Linked DNA regions of Zea mays: regions 2 and 3 are each linked to region 1. Evidence: chromatin contacts called from public Hi-C data. All regions are on one chromosome and are shown on one strand. Each heading gives the region's core, a stretch centred on a gene start, on an enhancer-like site or on the middle of the called end of the contact. The rest is flanking DNA. Distances are from core to core; before and after follow the strand shown.

Region 1 (3,488 bases), core at 436-2,935:
TCCCATCAACTCCTCTATGACATCCTCTATTTCAAACTTCACTCTGTAAACAGTGTCATCTATAATACACATCTTCTATTTTACACGGTCCACCTTTGATAGAAGATGTCTCGTCGTGAAAGTCAGGAGTAGTTATGCAAAGAGCATTTTCTAAAAAAACATATTTGTCCTCTCCTAAAGTGCAAATCTCCTATCTTATTCATTTTTTTTGAAAAATGAAGAAAAATCAATGCCATATTTAAAAGTATATTATATGATAAACGATATTATAGTAAAAGTTAATAATAATAATTATTATTTTTAAAAACTGAGATGTTCAAACAAACTTTAGATTAAAAATCAAACAAATTATGAATTGAAATGGAGGAAGTTCCTCATATAACTAACTAGTTTATTAACAAACCAAAATACCTTATTAAGAAACATATGCATTACTCTTAGATGGTGTTTGGTTCAATGCATTACACTTAGGTGGTGTTTGGTTCACCGAAATGTAACACAAACGGATTACAAGGGTAATGAGACCGATACTATTGTTTGGTTGACCTCTTTCCAGTAGTACCAGGTACTACTATGCAATCTAATTACATCAAGTAACCATTACCGCCGGCAAGGGATCCCGTTACCATTTCGGTAACAACACGTGAATCGAAACAACACCTTAGAGCATCTCCAACGGTTCTCAATGGACACTCTCAAAACAATAATTTAGAGGCAAAGGTAAAAAGCACAGTCCAACAACTCCTAATATGTGCTCTAAATTTATTCGGTGCCTCAAAACCAGAGCCTCGTGGTACAGATTTAGAGTCGAGCCAGCGCCAACCCTATGATTGATTTTGTATTGGGACATTTTTAAGGAGCTGTTGGAGTTGGATATGTTTTTTGGGGGCATTTAGACTTTTGGGATGAGCCCAATATATAGACATTAGACATTGGATAATGGGTATAGATTATTAGGTGTTGGTGATGCTCTTAGGTGTTGTTTGGTTCACGAAATTTAACCTAAATGGCAGCGACAATGATTCACACTTTAGTACCAGCAGTAATAAGTTTGAATAAGCCGATATCAATTTCTAGTGTGGTATATAACTACAGTTAGACTTAAACAAACATGATTTAACATTATCAGTTAAACATCACGTTACAGATATATGAACCAAACAACACCTTAGAAGCTGTTTGATTCACATAATTGTAACATGATGGATAATAGATAACGTTAAAACATGTTTGTTTAAGTCCAACGTAATTAGATACTACACTAAAAATAGATACTTGACTATTCAAACTTGTTATCACTGTCACTTGAGTGCGAATCGTTATCATTGTCATTTACGTTACAGTTCCTGAAACAAATGACACTTTAGTTTTAGTCCGCTACTTTTATATCACTCTCACTCTCAGTTATAGGCTTCACCCGTATATTTTATTCTTTTCATCCAAATAGGAACACGCACAGTTTTTGGTGCCAATATATGTTTTTTTGTCTAATAATGACGAGTCCGCTTTAACAAGGAGTCAACCGAAGGCACCGTTAAACCAGGGGGCTCAAAGAAGATCTCGCTATGACGAGTCCGCTTTAACAAGTCGAACATAGGCAGGGCCCACCTGCAGCAGCATAGAGTCCGAACTCGATCCTTGGCCCGCCCACGCCTATATAAGGGACACCAGCGGACATGGACGGCTACGCACGCAGAGCGAACCCACGGCCACGGGGGGTCTGTAAAATCCGTAGGCGATTGAGCGAGCAAAAGAATCTGCCCTCTCCCCTTCCCTTTCTACAGGCGCTGTCCCGCAAGCGGCGCATCGCAGGAGGCGGTGAACTGGTGGCGAGGCGAGAGGTACACAGACACCCGGGCCCTGCCCTGTTCCGTTCCTCTTGCAGTCTTGCTTTATTTTCTTGTCCCCCTCTCTCTCTCTCTGGCTTAGCTTAGCGCGGCAGTACTAGCCTTTGCTTCAGTTTGGATCTTTCGGTAATAAAATTGCGGCGGCAATCACAGCTGCGGGGGAAAATAAAATTGGGTGATAAACGCGGGCACCCATTACGTATCCATATATATACTCATGCCATGTGTCTGTACACAATCATCATCTAATCTAACGGCGGACTCGTCGGTGAACTGCTGCTGTATGGATTAAAAGGGTTGAAACTTGAGCGGAGCCCGCATGATGGGAAATCGTTAGGGTAATAATAAGGGCCACCGCCCGTAACCGTAACAGTAAAGTAAAGGCAGGGTAGGAGGAGTAGAGCAAGGCACTGTTTGTTTTCTGGAGGGGATGTTAAACTATCGAGCTGCTGCTTCGGATGCATCGGCCGGGGTTTCGAGTAAATTGGAGAAAGAAGCGACTTTTTTCTCCCTTTCAGTCTGGGGGTTCGAGCTTCTCGCCGCTGTGAAGACACAAGGGTGGTTATCTCATCTTATCGCCGTCGTTGGCTAAATTCCCTTCACATCTACAGTGTTTTCTTGTCTGGGGGGTGAGACGAGGGATCGTCGGATTTGAGTTGAGTCGGAGCTCACTGGGATTGGGATTGGTAATGCAGGGGATCTGGTATCGCTCCGTCTTCTGCTGGGAGCGGTTCGTTCGGATCGCATGCGCCTCTGGTGTTGATCGGCATGACCTTTGAGAACTTTATTTTGCCTTCCGCCGTTCCTCTCGTCCTGCTCCGGTTGCCTGTTGGTTTATTCCCTAGGCGACGGAATGCTGCACCTTCTTCGGGTTTGCTTTCCTGTTCGGAAGAAACCCCAAAGCTCCCTTCACTTCTTGGGTTGAAACGGAGGGCCCCAGACGGATGCCTTCGCTCTAGAAATAAATAAATAAATATATCCCGGACAGAGAAGTACACCTGCTCTTATTAGTTTCCTCCTCGGATCAACTAACGGGTTTCGTTTTGCCTCTGCAAGTTGATGGATGAGAGGAGAGACACCTGTCCCTCCCCTCTTTCCCTTGTCCGGTCCGGTTCCTCATGTGCCCCCATTCCTAACCCAATCACCCTTCAGTTCAGTCAAGTCTTCATAGGTGTGATTTGTGAAATCCATCTGAGAAGTCCATGTCCATCTGAAAACTCTATGAGCTGTTCCGGAAGCTGTTTCAGTCAGCTGTTGTCACAATGTACTATGTGTGCCCCCACTTCTTTCCAAACTGGAACAGGAGAGCAGCCCAGGAAAATGGAATTAAAATGCAAAGTAGGGCCCCCCCACACGGCCACACCAATGGGCATGCATCGATCTAGAATTTTCTTGGAAGGCACTTGGAGGCGGACAGGAGAGGAAAACAAAGCTTGACTGGTTGACTTGATCATTTATATGCCGTTGAGCCAAATTTGAGGTCAAAACAGAGGCATACATAACTAGGTTTCTCGGGTTCAAGAAGACAATTTTACACTAAAAAAAGCCGAAATCTTTGACAACTTTCTCTTGAGAAAACAGGTCCTATCTGCGACATGGGATATCTATCTAGTGTCAAGGCATTGTTTGTTTCTCCATGTG
Region 2 (3,694 bases), core at 652-3,151, 760 kb after region 1:
CCTTGCTTTCCTCGCCTGCTGTTGGATGTCTCTGGAGTTTGGTGGAAGAGGAGTTGCGGTACTGCCGGGAGCCGAAGCGACTTGTTCTGTTGGATGTCACTGGGAGGTGGTGTCGAGGGCGCGGCGGCGAAAATGGCGGAGGCGGAAGAGGCGCGATGCGAAAATATTGCGTTTGTGGGCGGACAGGGTAGGGAGGCGGGGGCAGTCTACACTCCTCTCTTAATAGTTAATAGAGATTTAGAGCGATTTAATTATGTATAATATAGATTTTACATGCATTTTAATAATTATCTACTAAATATTTGCTACGAGAAATAAAAGCAGAAAAATAAACACCAAAATTATTGCATGAGCATAACACGTCAGGTGTAAAAAGTATTTCTGTATTTAAACATGTACTTTTCTACTAATTATTTACTGCTGGAAATAATTAATTAAAGTGGAATCTGAAACATAAAATGTTTTATTCTTTCCGTTTATTTTCTGGTAGTTTAATCGTGTGCGCTTAGAAAAATACACCAAAACGCGTTTGTTGAACGCATGCAATCACATAGGCCATCCAATTGCAAAACGCTTCTGAACGCATGCAAGCATGCCCGCACGACCCTTTCTTTTCTTTTTTTGGTTTGACTCCTCTTTTTATGTGCCGCTTTGACCAGAAGCTTAACAGCCTCTCCTCTTTCGCTATTGCAACGGATCAAGCTGCAAGGGCCAGTACGGAGCGCGAAGCGGGTCTGGTACGCGATGGTGGGAAACGCATCGGCCAGGCAGAACGGGTTCCTCTAGCAGACGTGCGCGACTTCTGGCGCGTGGGCATGAACGACCACGACACAGGCACATCATCCGACGTGGGCTAGCTGGCACGTGCGTAGAAGCACATCGGCGATGGTAGTTTATCGTGCATGGATCACAGTCCGTATCAAGAACATTAAACATACCGATCTATTTCGTAGAGGAAAAATCGAAGTCTCTCGCGTAGGAGAGTTCGGCTAGGCCGGGGACCTGTCGACTTGACAGAGAGTTGATGCAGATCTGATCTCGCCGCAGCAACGTCGAGGTAGAGAGTGCTGATAACGTGTTGAGAACTACGTTACCACGGATCACCAGATCCGCTCCCTTCCCTCCCGTCAGCAGTAGAGGCGCAAGAAGCTGTAGAGAACCCGTCTCCCTTCCCATAAGCACGACAGTGGAAACACACGAGACACATGATATAGGGTTGGGCCTCTGGCCTCTTTCTGATCTCTATCCCATGTGAGGGGGTACATGTTCTATATATAGAGACGTGATCGCCCTCAGGGGCATATTCGGTATTTGCCCACATAACCCTTCATTAGGGTTTCTCAACAGCTACCATGAGCGAAGAAGAGACTAGTCTAGTTCTGGTCTCCGCGGAAATTAAGGGTGCGTTTGATTGAGGAGTCAACTGGAATGGAGCGGCTCCATTTCCGTTTCTAGAAATTGAGCCATTTTATTCTGTGTTTGGTGAGCAGAACGGAACCGCTCCATTTTTTGTTTGGTTCAAGGGTTGAATAGAGTGGAACCGCTACGTTCGTTGTTTGGTTGGAGAGCCATATGAGTGTGAAGTAGAATAGAGGGAGGAGAGCGCTCACGTCCGCGAGAGCACTCGCATTCCGTCGTTTTGGTGGAGCGAGAGCATTTAAATATTTGTCATATATATATTCCAAGAGTCACTCTGCTCTCCTCTGTTGGAAACCAAATATGAAAAAAATAAGAATAGAGTCGTTCCATTCCTCTCTGCTCCTCAACCAAATGTACCCTAAAAACACGGTGTATGAAATTTAGCTGTTTACTTATTCAAATATTCAATACTACTATTCCAGTAGCGTGCAGGAGGCGGAGCATCAGCATCAGTGTATCTAATGATTATTCCATGGCACTCGTCCAATATAGACATGTTTCTTGTTTAGTATATCCCCAGATCAGCGATCACCACGGAATTGCGAAGCCAAGTAAAACGCGGGCCCGCGTACTCCGACCCCGGTTTCCATTAGATTCTTGGGGCCCGGCCTCGGCAGCGACGACACCGGTCACCGGCTATGTGTAAATAAACGCACTCCTCGGCGAGCTTCATGTCTTTGCCCCGTCACGCCTCTTATCTCCGTTGCTTCTCCCTCCCTGTTCCATCCGTCCACAGTTCTTGTGGGAACCCAGGGATCGATCTTGACTGGGACGTCGCCACCTTATTCTCCCGTACGTCTAGCTTGGTCCCGACCACCGGCAAGCGGCAACCAAATGCGCATACTGCCCCTGTGAACTCTCCAACTCCAAGCTACTGCTAGCCTAGCCACATGGAGCTGAACAAGGTGCTGTACATGTACGCTGCCACCGTGGCGCTACTGCTCTGCTCCTCGGCGAACTTCATACAGAGCCCCTCCGACGTGCTGGGCTCCGTGGCGCTCCAGGATCCGACGCCCTCCGCGGCGCACGACTTCGGCGCCGTGGTCTCCGATGCGCCCGTCGCGGTGATGCAGCCCGGGTCCCCCGCCGACATCGCGCGGCTCCTGAGCGCGCTGTCCTCCGCGGGGCCGGACCGCCGCCCGAAGGCGGCCGTGGCGGCGCGTGGCGCGGGGCACTCGCTGCACGGGCAGGCCCAGGCGCGCGGCGGCATTGTGGTGGAGACGCGCGCCCTGCCGCGCCTCGTGGAGGTGGTGCGGCGCGGGGACGGGGACGGGGACGGGGACGGCGGCGCGGCGTACGCGGACGTGGGCGCCGGCGCGCTGTGGGTGGAGGTGCTGGAGGAGTGCCTGAGGGCCGGGCTGGCGCCGCGGTCGTGGACGGACTACCTGTACCTGACCGTGGGCGGGACGCTGTCGAACGGCGGCATCAGCGGGCAGGCGTTCAAGCACGGCCCGCAGATCAGCAACGTGCTGCAGCTGGAGGTGGTCACAGGTACCTACGCTATGCCGGACGTATACGCACTTGCGCACGGCCTCGCTGCTCGCGTACGTGTGCACCATCTGCCACCCGCCTGATTGGTCTCTTTTCTAGCTTTCTTTGGTGGAAGAAGAAAGAAACTAAGAAAGCTTCCTTTGTTCCTTTTCTGTTGTTTATGTGTTGTTTGTCCCGTCGGTTGCAGGCACAGGGGAGGTGGTGACATGCTCGCCCACCCAGAGCCCGGAGCTTTTCTTCGCCGTTCTTGGTGGGCTCGGCCAGTTCGGTATCATAACCAGGGCAAGGATCCCGCTGCAACTTGCTCCGCCCAAGGTACACTACACACACATGCATGCACACGCCTTCTACGACAGCTTGGTCGCGATAATTAGTTCATTCCCTCTGGTCGCGGTACTGATCACTAGGTGAGATGGGTGAGGGCCTTCTACGACAGCTTCGAGACCTTCACCAAGGACCAGGAGCTGCTGGTCTCAATGCCGGAGCTGGTGGACTACGTGGAGGGGTTCGTGGTCCTGAACGAGCAGTCCCTCCGCAGCTCCTCCGTCGCCTTCCCCGCCCAGGTCGACTTCAGCCCGGACTTCGCCTCCGGCGCCGGCAGCAACAAGGTCCACTACTACTGCATCGAGTTCGCAGTGCATGAATTCCAACAGCAAGACTCCGCCGCTGATCACGTCAGTCTCTCAACAGCTACATACCACTCCTACCAGCAACAGCAACCAGTCGCGTTAGCGTCGTCAACAGTAAACCGCGCGAAGGGCCATTGTTGACGACCGGCGGGCTT
Region 3 (3,330 bases), core at 453-2,952, 830 kb after region 1:
CCTCGAGAAGGTTGTGTTGCCACTTCAAATAATCATGTTTGATATGTCATATGATCTAGCATACTAGCGAACAAGCAAGAGCTTGGTCGGACCAAAGATGACGACTCAGGTTCTAGGCTTCTAGCCCTATGGCTATTAATTGTTATCTCTATCGTCTCAACTATATATTTAATCTCTATATCTATTTAATATTAAAGAACAAAGCATTGTGTTTTCAACCCATTTTTTTTATCTTTTTCATAACACACTCGTGACCATGTGCCTGTCGCTTTTTCTGACCTCGCTACAATGTACATGGCTAATGGGTATTTGGTTCTCATCTTCTAAACTTTAGTGACTAAAACTTAATTACTTTTAGTCTCTAAACTAGCAAACAGTATGACTAAAATTTTGGCTATGTTTAGTTACATGTGTTTCCATTTTCAAATCCTAGACTCGAAATTAGCCAGCAATAGGAATTGGTAAGCCCTACTTGCCTATAACAAGCAAGAGGCCACTGGCCACCAAGCAATGGTGACCGGTGAGGCAGGGCCTAAGCGAATGTGGCATCCCTCATAACAGAAGTTGCTACCGTTGCGTGCCCTGAAACGACAGGGTAAGTCCACTTGGGGTTTTTGGAAACATTGTTTGGACGATACAATATTGTAAGTTAAGTTTTCCATACTCACAAAATACCATGATACATATCTAGAATATTATGATTTTGAGAACATAGTTTTTAGAAATGCAACGAAACACATTATGACGTAGAATACTCTGGTATTTCTATAAGGGACGGATAAAGGATCCGGTCACGTCCCGAGGTGATGTATTAGATTAGATATAATATTTTTCAATACATCTTAATCTAAAAACAATAAATATTAATGGAGGTATATAGATCACGTCCCGACCCACGGAGTGAGTGGCCCGAATCTGTGTCCGTCCCTGTTTCTATAAACCATGATATTAACTAGAGCCTATAAAAAAAGAAACGGAGCGACAAATAAAAAGAAACGGAAGGAGTACTTTAGTTCCACAAGGGCCCTAAACCACCAGCCCGGTCTTTCTCAGGTCTCAGCGAATCGAGTCTGTAGAAGCTATTCAGAATCAAATCAATGGTGAACAGTTGAACGGGAATACGGGATAGACCGCCAGCGATCAGTAGACGCATTACGCGCGAGACTTGAAATATGATGGACGCCGCCCATGTCTCGTCATACTCATACGGTCATACCGAGTTCTCCCCCGTGTCTCACTCTATGCACAGGTACTTCACAATGGCCAACGTCAGGTAGGCAGACACTTCGATCAGACATTCTGACTCCACGAAAGTTGGCACAAAACATCCAACAAACTGATGAAGATAATTGGAAGTAGGAGCAATACTCTACCTCTACGTCTACAATGCCATCTCACCAATCAACAGAGACAGAGGGAAAAAATCATTCATCACTGTCACTACCCAACCGTTTCGAGAGAGAGAGAGAAAGAAACATTGTTTTACGCAAATAACCGCGGTCAGCGGGTCAACGCCATGCATGTGAACCAGCCTGCATCACACTACCCGACGCCATCTCTGTCCTCCGATTCAAAACGAACGGCCCCAGTGTGTGGACCTCACACCCGCACGCACGCGCAGGAACCATCCCAAATTCCTAACCCAACCTCATCCACGATAAATACTGGCACCACCTCGAAGGCCCGCGCACCAGTCAGTCCACACAGCCTACGGCCTGCTCTGGCTCTGCCTGTAGAGGGCTAGAGCTACAAGCTACAACTCTGAAAGTCTGAACAGTGCGCCGCCCAACCAGAGATGGCGCCGCATACCACCGCAGCCGCCGGCGGCGGCGGCGGCGAGGAGGCGCTGGAGGAGGCCAGCACTCTCCGGCACCGCCACAGCGCTGCCAAGGACGGCGGCGAGGAGGGCCAGGCCAACAACGGGGTCGCCGCCGCCGCCGACGACGACGGGGAGGGGAACGCGCTGTCGGTGGAGCGCGCGTTCGCGGACCAGGCGGTTCCGTCGTGGCGGGAGCAGCTGACGGTGCGCGCCTTCGTGGTCAGCTTCTTCCTGGCCATCATGTTCAGCGTCATCGTGATGAAGCTCAACCTCACCACGGGGATCATCCCCTCGCTCAACGTCTCCGCGGGGCTCCTCGGCTTCTTCTTCGTACGCCTCTGGACCGCCGCCATCGAGAGGGTTGGCCTCCTCAGGCAGCCCTTCACGCGCCAGGAGAACACCGTCATCCAGACCTGCGTCGTCGCAGCCTACGACATCGCCTTCAGCGGTATGCTACCTCCTCCTCTTCTTCTTCTGCTTGGACTCGAGATAATTAACGTCTGGTACACAGATTTGTGATTCTGTATGAGCACCCCCCCCCCCCCCCCCCCCCCCCCCCTTTGAGGGGATACTGTATGACCACTTTGTAAATGGTTTGCAGTGAGATTTCTTTATATCCTAGCATACGAGTAGAGTAGGAAGCATGGCGTCACGAACATGGCGAACAATTTAGTATTGGGGTCAACTTCGATAGGAAAAATCTCGCAGCCAGTTACCACAAAAAAGAAGAAGATGTTTTTAGCATGTTGATGATTATATAACACGTTATCAAGATGGTACACGCAAGCCAAGATCTAACTCGAAGCACGTCTGAATTCAGACAACCTCGAGCTGAAATACACGACCTAGCATCCAGAACGGCGAGACTCCGAGTGATCTTAATTATTTTAATGCCATGGGATGGGATGGGATGTATCCCACGGATGTGACGTTGCTACATGTATTTCAAGCGCACCTGACTCTTTTTTTTGTTGATGTTTAAGCAACATGCAGGTTTTGTTATTGTTTGGCTACAGTTTTTTTTTTAAAAAAAAATTGACTCTTTTGAGTTGTTCTTTTAACTGGACTAGTTCATTGTAAAGCAAGGCTAACTACAATCGACCATCGTGTTGCTTTCTGCCTAATTAGCATGTCTGGGGACATATTTAATATATTATGCGGTTGCACAACTAATTTCTTGTTGCGAATGATGTGCTACAACTCCCTCAATTAATTTTGGTGCAGGTCTCCTGACCAAGTTGTGCAGGGTGTTCTGCACTGTTTTTTTTTTTTTGCCCGGTTTCTCTTATAAATTGGGTTTCGCTTCATTCTATTAATACCACAGCAAATCTTTTGCCTTCTGCTTGAGAAAAAAAAAATAAAGCAACATTGTTTGTTACTTATTGATGCTATGTTTTTCTTCATTTTCTCCCTTCTATATTTTTATCAAGGGGAGGCAGGAGCAATGTCACCGTCTCCCTCCCATCGTCTCTTTGTGAAAAGAGATGTGCTAAATTGTGTACTAATCCATT

What was found. Hi-C and Micro-C count contacts between places; a contact is called where the count stands out from the background.
Region 2: a contact with region 1 is called in a Hi-C map of tassel, with 5 times the contacts expected there. The contact joins the promoter of LOC103641859 here to the promoter of LOC100278127 in region 1. A contact is called at or near these places in 3 of 25 Hi-C or Micro-C datasets (bundle sheath, ear and tassel).
Region 3: a contact with region 1 is called in a Hi-C map of bundle sheath, with 4 times the contacts expected there. The contact joins the promoter of LOC100505456 here to the promoter of LOC100278127 in region 1. A contact is called at or near these places in 6 of 25 Hi-C or Micro-C datasets (bundle sheath, ear, endosperm and 3 more).

What each region holds. Positions count from the first base shown.
Region 1 is chr10:133,609,813-133,613,300 of Zm-B73-REFERENCE-NAM-5.0, forward strand. LOC100278127 reads left to right here and starts at 1,686. Exons shown (of 3, transcript NM_001151505.2): 1 at 1,686-1,841.
Region 2 is chr10:134,368,842-134,372,535 of Zm-B73-REFERENCE-NAM-5.0, forward strand. LOC103641859 (cytokinin oxidase11) reads left to right here and starts at 1,902. Exons shown (of 5, transcript XM_008665170.2): 1 at 1,902-2,910; 2 at 3,098-3,225; 3 at 3,318-3,584. The coding sequence starts at 2,310.
Region 3 is chr10:134,441,242-134,444,571 of Zm-B73-REFERENCE-NAM-5.0, forward strand. It overlaps LOC100505456, which reads left to right and starts at 1,703. Exons shown (of 6, transcript NM_001198539.2): 1 at 1,703-2,267. The coding sequence starts at 1,796.